Linked DNA regions of Muntiacus reevesi: region 1 is linked to region 2. Evidence: chromatin contacts called from public Hi-C data. All regions are on one chromosome and are shown on one strand. Each heading gives the region's core, a stretch centred on a gene start, on an enhancer-like site or on the middle of the called end of the contact. The rest is flanking DNA. Distances are from core to core; before and after follow the strand shown.

Region 1 (6,310 bases), core at 1,773-4,272, 480 kb after region 2:
CAGTGATTCCCAACTTTGGTCACATCATGCTGCACGCTTAAAATTATAATACTTGTATAGATTACCAATGTAAACTGGAGGGACCTGGTGAAAATAACATACATTTTCTTTATATTATAAAATTATGATATGAAAAATAAAGTACAAAATGTTACAGATGATATTAAACACTAATTGGTATAAATCTTCCAAATTAAATATTTTCAATTGCCAAATTCAGAAAGTGTACTGGTGGAATCATACCAAAAATGTTCAAATATCATTCTAACTGCTGTGAAATTTGAAAAATTAGTCACAAAATGATTTAAAATCATAAAAATGATTTAAAATTTCAAAACCATAAAACATTTGCAAACAGCACACTGCAAGCCTTCCTATGCACTACACTCTGGTTAGGAAGCCCTGTATAACAAAATTTTGTTTTTTTTACAGAATATTATGATTAGACACTAGTATATCAAGAGCTTCTCAATAACACATCTAAAAGAAATTTAAACAAAAAGTAACGAAAGAATTAAATACTGCATTCCTCCTGAATTTCTATAGTAATTTTAATTGGTAACATTCATTTTGTTAAAATAATAACAATGACTGCAACCTAGACCAAGTTTGATAGTTTAAAACAGAGGAAGTAAAAATGACTTGCATGTATATCAAAGGAGGTATTCAACAGCAAAATTATTTGTATACTGTGATGAGTGCATTTTGTTTATAGAAATAGCAAGGAAGATAACTTTAATTTCATATGTGTGTTATGTCATGACTCAAGCAAATGCATCTCTCTCTGCAACCTATTTGAATCTGTTCATTTAACTTGCTCAAGAATGTAAAAATAACTTACTTAAAACAAAGAAATTGATTAAAAAGTAAAAGCAAATGCTGTAGTACTTTGATTTTTACCTACTGCTTTTGAAATTTCCTAAGTCATCATGTGTTTAATTTTGTTTTTAATTAAATCCACTATTTATAAAGTTGTGTATTACAACAGCCTAATAGCCTGAGGGGATCTCTGATTACGAATGTAAACCAAAATGATCACAGAAGATAAAAACACACCTTTACTTTCATAACCAACTGATCAATAGAAACAATGCTAATGCCTTGAGTACTATAGTTAATATCAAACATCTGAAAGGTCCCAAGGAGCTATGTCCAACAGTAGCTGGCACATGCTGGTTAACTACTATCAGGGACCATGCTCATTCACAAATGATACCTGTTGTATGGAAGAGTAGCAGTTTGGAACTTCGATTTTTTTTTTCATACATTCTGTAAGATCAAGTATTCAAACTGAAGGCTCAAGCTCCAGTGCATAACTTCCTCTCTTTATTCAAAAAGCTGTTACCAGGGCTTCTGCAATCTACAAATTGTCAAATACATTAACATGAAAAGACTAGGATGGGCACCCTGAACACCCTAGAGTACAAAATAAACCCTGGGTTATTTATGGTGGTGCATTCTGTCCTCTGGAGCTTCACACCATAAAAATTTGGCACTTCTCCTAAAACAACTTCTTTCTCCCAAAAATCAACTGTTTTAAAAAGCAAAGTTCTATTGCTTACAGAAACCATTACTTCCACTTATTCTTCCCTACCAGATCCCCAGAAAATACTAACAGTGAAGAAAAAAATGTGGCCTGATTTATTGGTAAGCTGACATCAGGGTATTTTATATGATTCACTGAGCTTCTAGAAAACAATCTCTCAAAAATTCTAAAACTAACTAGATTGAGTAAAATGCATCTGACTGTACACAAAAACTACTTAAAACGAATGTCAAGTAAAATAAACAGTAATTCCTGAAGCCAGTATTTTTCGTTTGAGAAACAAACAACAAAGCCCAGCTCAACAGAAGTTTGTCACTAACCCATCTTTTACAGTAAGTCCAATTCCATAATTTATCCTAAGATAACTGCATTCCCACTGCACATCATCCCCAGCAAATATTCATCAACTCCCACTGTGTAATCTATTGTCATCATCACATCCCATGCCACAAACCTCAAACAAGCCAGTCCTTAAATATCCTCAGCTCACACCAGCTCCCCCTTTATAAAAACAATGGAAGGAGTTATAAAAAAAAAAACCTTAAGAAAATAAAAATAATAGGAAATAGTGGATAAGTACACACAGCCTCTACACTCAGACTCTTTTCCTTTACACCTGAGAACTTGTCAGTTATTTCAACCATACACCTTTGTGTTCCTGGATAACCCAGGGTTCCTCCACCTCAGCGAGAGCGCAAAATGTCCACTCTCTAATAAATGACAGGGTCCTACGTGACCACTCTGTCCCAGCCCCTCTCTCTATTTATATTAATTATTCAAGCTCTAATCTGTCATAAAGTATCACCACGCTCCAAACTCACAAGCCATTATACAAGCCCAACACTCTCCCGTCCTCCATACCAACTCACTCTAATCCTTCCCTTGAAAAACTTTCTCTAACATCAGCTCTTCCTTTATGAGCTTTTCCCATATTCCTAATACAGTCTCAAAGTCCTACTGGACCACATTTCGAAGCTCCTTCGGCTAAACACAATCCCAGCATGGTGGCACACCCTCTTTCCAGCCTAATTCCTACAACCCCCAAACCCCACCCCCTCATCACGCCCTCCGGCATCAGCCACCAACTCCACACCCCGCCCCACGTCCGTCACGCCCTCCAGATTCTTCGGGGTCCTCTCCTCCCGCCGGACCAACCCCCCATTAGGACTCTCAAGTGCCTGGGCCCTCCAAACCACCCCGCCAGCCCCGCCCCCAGCCCCTCACCGAGTAGCAGCAGCTTCACTTCTTTGGCCGCTTTCTCCCCGTCCTCCCGCAAGTTGCGGTCGATCATCTTGCTTCGCTCCACCGCCGCCTTATCTTCGGCGCTCAACGTGCACCCCATGGCGGCGGCGGAAGAAGGGACCGGGCCGGGGCTCACTCACAAACCGCGAAGACTGCGGCTTGGCAGGCAGAGATAGAGTCTACTGCTGGGCGGCGGCCCTCTCCGTCAGCTCCCAGAGCGCCCAGAGGAACCGGATATCCGGCGTTTTACGACACTTCCGGCAACGCCCGCGGCCGTTACTTCTTCGACCTCCCTAGCTGGGGTAAAGGAGGCGTGACCAAAAGCGGAAGTACGGAGAGAGAGAGAGAGAGAGCAGGACGCCGACTGTCGGTTCCGCGATGTAGGGCGGCCCTATCGAGCTTACCGGGCGCCGCTCGACTTTAGACCCCTTTCACCTTTTTGGCTGTCTTATTTGGATGGCTATAGAGATACCAGGGATTGGTTTCTCCGGTTCAAGGCACCCTCCCGAGGTCGCACGGCCGATTGGCGTGGGGAATGGGAATTCCCAAGTAAAAGCCCTCAACCCACACGGGAATTTCTGCGGGAATTTCTCACTGGCCAGAAAGCCGATTTAAATTCTGGCGGTGGAGATCTGAGGCCAAGTGTAGGGTAGTTTGTCTGTTGGCGTCGTCCCAACCAGAGTTATGGGATGAGAATTACAGAGTCTGGGCCTCGCCGCGGTCACGCTCCACATCTGGAATAAGTTAAGACCCACCATGCCTGGGACTTTGCAGTCCCTTTCTGCCCTCTCCTCTGGCTCACCTACTGGTACCCAGTTGGCTTGAGAGTTTCCCAGCTATTGTGTTGGTAAAGAATCTCTTGAAATCGATAACAGATCTTACATTACTTGAAAGGTAAGAATGTGGTTCTTCCATGAAATTTCCATGCTGCCTTTCCCCCACACAAGCCAGATTTAGCGCGCTGACATATTGTCGTGCGTTAAGGGCTTAAGACTTTCTACCAAGATTAGTCAACCAAAGTTCCACACCCTAAAACAAACCAGTGCATCCTGTGAATCTCCTTTTAAAATTTCCTTTTGTGGTAACACACGAAAAGAGAAGTCATAGTAAAATTTGTTTCTCAGCTATAGTATCATCTGGATGTTGATAAATCCCCTATGAAAGCCCCACACTGATAAGTCTTTTTACTCATAATCCTGGATTCTATGATGAAAATAGCCCTACATTACTGTTACTTCCAAAGAGCCCCACAAAAACATTCACCATACATTCTAGGGAGGGGAACTCTTGTAGCCCCCAGGATCTTTCCCTATGATTAAATATTACTTCCCCAATCGAACCTAGACCTTAGAATGTAAGATCCCAACAGAAAGATATATATACGGTGACTGATGATCATTAGAGGGATTTCTTGAAAACCACATTAAATAGCCTCATGCACCTTAATTTTTCAATGCCAGTTCTTCAAAGTTCCAAATCTCCTACTCTTCCTAGTGACTTAGAATATAGGGGGATGCTCTGCCATAATCAATACTTATGGGGGGAAAGGGCAAGAAGAAGGGGAGAAGAAAAACAATATTTATTGAGTACCTATTTGCCAGGTATGGCTAGGTACTTCGATTTGTCATCTCATTTATTCCTCACAACAACCCTGTGATTGTGGGTTGTTATCCACATTTTTACAGATAAACAAATAGGCCCAGAGAAATTAAGCATCTTTCCAAGTTCACACAGTAAGTAGAACTGACTCCAAATTCGCTCCTTTTCTACCAGGCCATTATAAGATGTTACCTGCGAGTCCTGACAACAGCTTTTCATCTAGGATTGAGAGTTACTCCAACAACACTGGGGTGAGGGAAAAAATAACTTGAGAGCACAATTTTCTCAACCTGTTGATTTCTTCAGTGGATTTATAAGTCAAATTTTGCCTAGGAACTGCTTTCACAAGCTTAAGAATTACATATGGAACTTTACCAAGTGATCCTGGTGATTAAAATACTCCTGGAAGGTGGTCATGACAGAAATTGTTGGGAAAGTTCTCAGCATAATAGAAGAGAAAATTTTATTTCTTTCATGATCAACTCAGGGAAAAATAAATGCAAATAAACCATATGTCAAAAAAGCATAAAGCATATGTCAAATTCTGTAATAAATGCCAGGGAGGTCACAGTGTCAAGAGATTTCAGCCTAAATTAGCAATACCCTTGCACTCAAGATTTTCTCCTTTGGAATATAGTAAAGGAAGGGTTGGAGGGCAAAGTCAAAGAAAAAGGCAAAATAATTAACAAAATGGCTGCCAGGCAATGCTCCCCCTCCCCACCTACACGCATCTTTCCTATTTCCACTAGATTCACACTGCCACCTGCTGGCAACGCTCAGTCTACCAGTTGATCAGTGATGTTTGGATGTTTTCCCCTATCTAGAAATGCGATTCCTCATGAATTTATCTTAAAAGGGAAGAGAGAGTGGAGGAGAACATGCCTTCAATCGCAAAAGACTCTCTTCGAAATATAAATTATCTGAAGGAACTCCTCAGTGCAATAAGGCCTTGTGCTAAAATAAGTCTAGCAGTAGGAAGATAGAAACCTGGAAATTTTCCTAGATCTGAAGAGAAAAAGCTGCCCTATTTCATTTAATAAATCATTTTCTTCAACTAGAGTTTCATCTGCAACCCCCACACTTTTCAGTCTGCAGGAAGCCTCCATGTAGACATCTTGCTGCATTGGGCTGAACTCTCAAGTTAAAACCATGAACATATTTTTCAATATGTTTCTCTAAAATTCTATAATGCTTTACTATATGTGAATGCTCTTTCAAAATATAAAACAAGGTACCTGATCAAATTAAGACTGCACTCCTTGAAGGCAGTGACTATAAATCTGTGTGAGTCCCAGAGAATGGGGTATTCAGCTATTATGCACTGGGTTGAACTGAAGGAGTCAATGTTGATATCAGCATAACATTTTTATAATAAAAATTATTTATTAGCTGTTCAAAGGGGAAGCTAACCTACTCCCACCAACCCGTCTTCCCCGTTGAAGCTCAATAAACCAGGAATTTGTTCAAATACAGATCACATCACCATCTGGTCCTGCCTTGACTCTTTAATGTTACCTGATTGAAATGAGGGAAATGGATGAACAGGCAGTCCCAGATGGGTGTCCTGTCCAGTTTTGCAGTTGTTCCCCCTCCCTTGAATAGACCGCCATCAGTACCACCTAACAGTTCCTACAGTTTCAGTCAGCTGAGCCCAGTTCCTGCGCCCCCTGTCCAACCCAGGGCTGCAGATAGGAGAGAGATTTAAGTCTTTGTCACTGAAGCTAATTTTGAGAGCGATGAATGGGAGTAGGGAAGCATTTAATGAACCATGGAAACCCCACCTTTCCCATTCCCAACCTTAGTCTCTTGTACCCGGTTGTCCAGGGGGCTGGCGATGGGTCACTGCCATGAGGAGAGAGATCAGGGAGGCCAGTTCTGGAAAATAAAGATTTACAGTATTATTGGTCAGGGTTATTATGGGCC
Region 2 (6,479 bases), core at 1,543-4,042:
AAATTTTATATAAACATATCATTACTAGTACTAACCAGGAGACAAAAAGAACTCCAAAATGACACTCACTCTCAATTTTATTAAAGACCAAATAATGGACAGTCTCTGCCTTACCTGAGAGCTCTGCAGCCCACTTGTCTGTGTCAGCATACTCAAACTCCAGGTCTGGAGACTCAGAATAGCCCTGTTGAGAAAAGGAGTTATGTAAAAGATCACTGTGAGTGTTTTCCAAAGGAACAAACACACATGCTTCCAGAGACACCACTGTGTTACAAGACATCATCGCCTTCACTTTTCTGACCTTTTATCACAATGTTTTTGTCTTCTGGGTTAGTTCAGCTCTCCCTACCAAGCCCTCTCAGAGTACCTTGCACTACTTCTTCATGGCACTTACCGTAACTCATATGCATCCGTTTAGTGTCCATTCTTCTCACCAATGATTTCACAATGCCCAGCACAGTACTTGGCATGAATGACTGAATGAAGAGTGTATACTCAAATAAATACTTGTTGGATAAATGAACACTAAAGCTTCCATGTGTTCCATGCAGTAAAATGATCATTCCACATGGTGCAATGATTTTAGAAGCCTCATTTCTTTCTGGCTAGTGGGCTATCAACAGCTCAGTACAAAATAAGTGTTGACACCCTCAGTCTTCCTGCCTTTCTCTCAAATTTCAGCAAGAACTGACAAAGAAGGCAGCAGCTGAACAGAAATGGCTTCCCTCCCACACACAGGAGAGATTATGGCAAAGAATCTTTCTACTGCTGGAAATATGTGAGTACTGAGAACACACCATCTGGGAAGCCTTGTTCTGGGAAAAGAGAAGAGGTGAAGAAAAAGGTAGTCCTCAGCTTAATTATAATCTACTTGGGAAGACAATGACCACCCACAAAATGACATAAAATGCCCTCAAACATGAATAACATAAATAACTCTACTTCTTATTCAGAGGCATCAGACTGCACACTTTCCTAAGTTCCTGAGCCTCAGTTTTGTCATTTATGGAACGAGGATGACAAAAATCTATCTTGAAGGTTTTTTAAGGACTAATCAAAATGATATAGCACACAGTGGGCTCTCAGCAAATACCTGCCTCCCTGTCCTGCAGGCATGCCTCAGGCTCCCAGCTACTGATTTCAGCTTTGACTCAAAAAAGAGCTGTATCAGTATTTCTAAGAAAATAGATTTTGACAGGTCTCTCAGCTTAAATGTGTTCACAGAATAACCTTCCATGTGTTGAATCTACATAGAAATTAAAGGGTAGAAAGTACATTTAATGGAAACACTTAGGAAAATTGTTAACTATTTAAAAACTATGATGCCTCTGACGATGAAAGTGGATTCACTCCTACCACTTTTAAAATCCTCCATACTTGAAAAATTATTAAGAAGTCACCAGTGATGTGCAAAATCAGCCCATCATGCAAGGACTACTAAAAGGTCAGTTTCATTGCTTTTTCAAATAATTCACGTCCAGCTCAAAGTGTATCTGACTGGAACTTGTCAAATTTTAATATTTTACCAGAAGTTTGTTCTTGCCAACAAAAACCAAGAGCTTGAGAGGTACTGATTTCAGGTGTCTGAAGATAGCATCATCACTCAGGTATGACCTGATACATTATATCTGGACAAGGAAAAAAAATGCCCTCTTATTAATAAGCACCTGATTGCTCATCAGCCTCGCGGTTGTCTCAGGTGAAAGAAATTTCCTAGTAAGTGCTCTGGGAACATGCTGATTAAGAAGCCCTAAAACGCTGCTACCGTGTGTGTCTTCATTCATGAATTCTACAATGGAATGCAGTGGGAGTAATTCTTTAACTCGGGGTGAGGTGACTAGTCAGCTCCAGACTACGGTGTCTCCAGAATGGGAGGAACAGCCCACGAACGAGAGAAGAGAGATGTTGAGCCCCAACACCTGTTTAAATTATTCCTGATCTGGGCACACTGACCACCCGGCACTGTCTAACCGTGGCCTGAATCTGCAGTGGCTGAGGTCAGAGCACAACAAGACTGCTCGCCTTTCCAACCATCGCGACCTACAGGCGCGTAGTATTGATACTATTAGTGTTGATTAATTAGCTCAGTCCTTCTCGGAGGGGCCTTCCCAACCCTCGCCAGCCCCTTCCCAGCCCACACACGCCCTCCACCGTGCGCGGCGGAACCCATAGGACCAGAAGCTGGAGATGATTACGGGGTCGGGGGTGTAGCCGCCCCGCCCTCTAGAGCGCACGCAGATCACCGACTCTTCACCCGAGAAATGGGGCAGGGGGCGGACTTCCCAGGGGTTGGGGCCCGGAGGCCGCGCCCACAGCCCGGGCCTCAGAAAAGCCGATACCGGCTCCGGGAGCTTCTCCCGGTCGGCAGAGCTCGGGGCGGGGACCCCAGCTTCGCTCCTCCGACCCCCGGGGATGCCAGCCTTGCTTCCTGCTCCTTTCACTGTAAATGACAACTCCCCTGCCGAACCCTCCAAGAAACCCAGCCTGGACCCGAAAGTGGCCCCGAACAGGAGCCCGGGTCCACCGGCGCCGCCCGCCTGGTGCTAGCCTCGCCCCCCGAAGCTCCTGACCTCCGAGTCTTTTCTCTGGTTGCGGTTGAACTCTCGGGCTTTGCCACCAGGCAGGAGGCCTCCGGCGGTCCGCGGTGCCCCAGGTGGAGGCTGCGCGGTTGCAGGCGGCGGAGGTGGCGGCGGCTGAGGCTGCTTGTTGTTCATGATCAGCGGTCCGGGACTGCCGGCTGCCGGCTCCATCTTGGTGGCTCCACACCCCCGGCTCAATTCACTGACTATGGCTGGGATGCAATTCTCGCGTGATTTCCTCTCGGAACGCGCCCTGGTCGCCATATTAAGTGTGGCGGCAAATGCCAGAGCCATCTTGACTGCCCAACACCTCGCGAGATTTTCCCTGTGTGAAATTTTACCGCTGTTGTAGTTTCTGTTTCGTTTCCAGTTTAGAGATCTTTTTTTATCTGAGAAGCCTCGCTTAACCCCTCAGCCAGTTTAGTGGAACCCCTCTCTTTCCTTTAACATCGCTTTGCACTTGTTACTTTCACAGCTCTGTCCAAAGCTTGGGGGATATTGTAGAGAACAAAATGGACACGATCCCAGCCTTCATGGAGATTACCTTCACGGGGGAGATGTGGGAAACGAATGAGTAAATCAATGAAACAATTACACTTATGCCATTCTTTTAATCATACTTTCAACAAACATTTAACGAATGTCTCCTAGACTTCAGGCAGTGTGAGAGAATGGGGAACAAAATCAAGTTCCTACACTAATGAAAAAAGTGAAATGATATATAACATAGAGCCTGTGGGTGAGCCAGACAATGCGCTCACAAATATATTAGACAAATAAGTGCTGAGAAGAAACGAAAAAAAGTGTAAGGCATTGGAAGGTGACAGTGATCGAGGTACGGCTGGGCTATGTTGGGTAGGCTGCTCAGGAAAGAAGGGGCTGAGAGTGATTTTGAATGAGTTCTGAAAGAAGTGAGGGAGAGCCACGCCAATATCCACGGATATCCAGACAGAGGGACCAGCTAACTGCAGGGCCTCCTAGGTGGCTTGGCAGGAACTGAGTGAGCCAGAAGAACAGTAGGAGATGAGGGCCATGTAAGTGCTGGGGCCAGATTAGAATAGGGCCTAGAAAAGCATAGAAAGTAGTCTGGATTTTAAGTAAAATGGAAAACCATCAGAAAGTGTTGACCTTCTGCTGCTTTTGGAGAAAGGATTGGGGTGTTGCAAGAGTAGGTGAGGGTGGACAGGTTCAGAGACTATATAGATGCAAATGATGGTGTCTTACGCCAGGTTGGAACATTGGGTTGATATATGGTATTTCTGTATTGTGTAGGTAGATCTGCTGAAAGACTGGAATCCTATCAGCAGAATAGAAAGGAATAAAGAATGAGTCCTAAATCTTTGACTTGAGCAACTGGGTGGGTGGTTGTATTGCTTATTAAAATAGAGAAACTGGAGGAAAATAGGTTTGGAAGATCAAAATGTCTGTTTTGGACATGTCATGTTTGAGATGCCCATTTGACATCTTAGAGGTGATGTGTAGTAATTACCTGACACTGTGTTGTGAAATCCTTAAAAGCATATTATTTATCCTTGTCTCTCCAGAACTACATTTTGGCTGCTCAGTTCTTGGAAAGTCATTGTGATGCAACTCTTGAATGATTTCTGCCAAGGTCCCACCTGGTAGTTGCTTTAAAAGTCTTTGTTGCAAAATAATGAATAAATCCCAAGCTGCTATGTTGGTACTTCCTCCTACCTATGTTCCTGTCCTTTGGTCCAGTTCCTTTTCAAATCCAGTAATATATTTTATAAATTAGCATTTCATCCAAGCTGAGCTGGTTCGAGCTGATAGGAAAAACTAACGAATTTGCAGGGAAAGGACCAAAGCAGAGAGAATTCTTAGATAATACCAGCAAACCCCGCACAACCAAACACCTGACATCTAGCTTCAGTGACCATGATTTGGTCACATTCCAAGACTGACCAAAAGCTTAGAAGCTTTGATCAAGTTCCAAGACTTATTACCACAAGTTGTATCACCTGGGGAAAAATTTAGACCTTTGAACAGTACACTATTTCAGCTACATTCAGAATAAGGAATATTTTGATTTAGTAATTCCACTTTAAAAAATTGTTTTTATTGTTTTTGGCTGCACTGGGTCCTTGGAGCACAGGGCCTTCTCTAGCTTTGGTGCAAGGGTTCAGTAGTTGTGGCACGCTGGCTTAGTTACACCCCAACATATGGGATCTTAGTTTCCCAACCAGGGATTGAACCTGCATCTCCTACACTGGAAGGTGGATTCTTAACCATTGGACCACCAGGAAAGTCCCAGTAATTCCACATTTAGTGATAAGTTCTAAGGAGATAAAACTTTAGACAAAGATATTGTGTGATGATTTTCCAGGCAGTGATATTTTCAATAGTGTAAAGTTGGTACAACCTAATTTGAAAAATAGTCAATAAGAAAATAGCTAACTAAGTAATGGGGCAAGTAAAAGATTGACTATGGAGAAGTCATTAACATTTATGTTTAATATTAAGAATTTTTAGTGGCATAGGAAAGTACTTATGATATAATTGAATATACAGTTGGTTCTCATTGTGCTTGTGTGTGTTTGTGTGTGTGTATAGAAAAAAAGACTGGAAGGAAATACACAAAATTGTAGTAGGTTTAATTTCTAGATGGTAGAAGCTTACATTATTTTCATTTCCTTCTTTATACTTTTCTGTGTTTTTGAAAATTTTATTATTAAGGTGCTATTTTTTGAGGGATAATTTATGTACAATAAACCACATATGTTTGAAGTATACAATTTGATATGTTTTGACATATGTATAAACACATAAAATCATGACCATATTCAAGACAAGAACTTCCCTGGTGGTCCAGTGGTTACGAATCTGCCTGCCAATGCCGGGGAGATGGGTTCAGACCTCTGGTCTGGGAAGATCCCATATGCTGCAGGGAAATTAAGCCTGTGCACCCAAACTACTGAATCCCACGTGCCCTAGAGCCGTGCTCCACGGCAAAGAGAAGCCACCACAAACAGAACTCTGCACACCAAAACTAGAGAACAGCCCTGGTCACCACAGTTAAAGACAGCACAGCAACAAAGACCCAGTGCAGCCACAGAGTAAAAAAAAAAAATTTTTAAGGTAACAAATCCATCATCCCCAGAAATTTTCTTGGTAATCCTCTCTCCTACTCATTCCTGTGTCCCTCTCCCATTCCCAGTTAACCACTGTTAAGTTTTCTGACACTACCGATTAGCTTGCATTTTCTACAGTTTACAATAACAGAATCTGGATTCTTTCTTTGTCTAGATTCTTTCACTCAACATAATTATTTTGAAATTCATTCGTCTTGTTGCCTGATATCAATAGTACATAAATAGTATTCCATTGTTTATCCAATCACCTGCTGATACATATATGGGTTGTTTCCAGTTTTTCTTGCTTGTTTAAACTTCATATTGAGAAGTAGCATGCCTTTTTTTTTTTTTTTTTAAATAAGAATTGTCCCAGCTTGTGTGGAAATATTTCCTGAATGAAAGCAGGGTCTCCAAACTGTGACTAACACAAGAATTCTAAATTGGAGAGCTACTTAAATTAGTACCACTTTTGAGTTCCAGAGAGTACTCACTTCACCCTGAGAAAAACTCCTTGAACTGTAGTCCATGTGGCATTTGGTAGGAAGAGGAATCTCCAGTGCGAAGGAGCTGAAGCAGAGCTGGTGAACTCCCCCTCCCTCACTGGCTAAGACACTTTCAGAGAAGCACAATTCAGCAGAGGGTAGAAGTTGCAGAGTGCCTTGATGAATTTCCAATCTTCTTTCCTCACCTACAAAATGAGAATAATACCACCTCTCTCTGAGGCTATGGATCAAATGAGCTAATTCATGGGAAACCTTTTTTAAAAATAATACGTCATTGTTTTCAAAAGAGAATTATTTTTGTTACC

What was found. Hi-C and Micro-C count contacts between places; a contact is called where the count stands out from the background.
Region 1: a Hi-C map of blood shows a contact between it and region 2, with 2.5 times the contacts expected there. The contact joins the promoter of GNAI3 here to the promoter of STRIP1 in region 2. A contact is called at or near these places in 2 of 3 Hi-C or Micro-C datasets (blood and muscle).

What each region holds. Positions count from the first base shown.
Region 1 is chr1:95,909,205-95,915,514 of mMunRee1.1, forward strand. It overlaps GNAI3 (G protein subunit alpha i3), which reads right to left and starts at 3,023. Exons shown (of 9, transcript XM_065907370.1): 1 at 2,771-3,023. The coding sequence starts at 2,888.
Region 2 is chr1:95,428,252-95,434,730 of mMunRee1.1, forward strand. STRIP1 (striatin interacting protein 1) reads right to left here and starts at 2,793. Exons shown (of 22, transcript XM_065907232.1): 1 at 2,571-2,793; 2 at 115-184. The coding sequence starts at 2,750.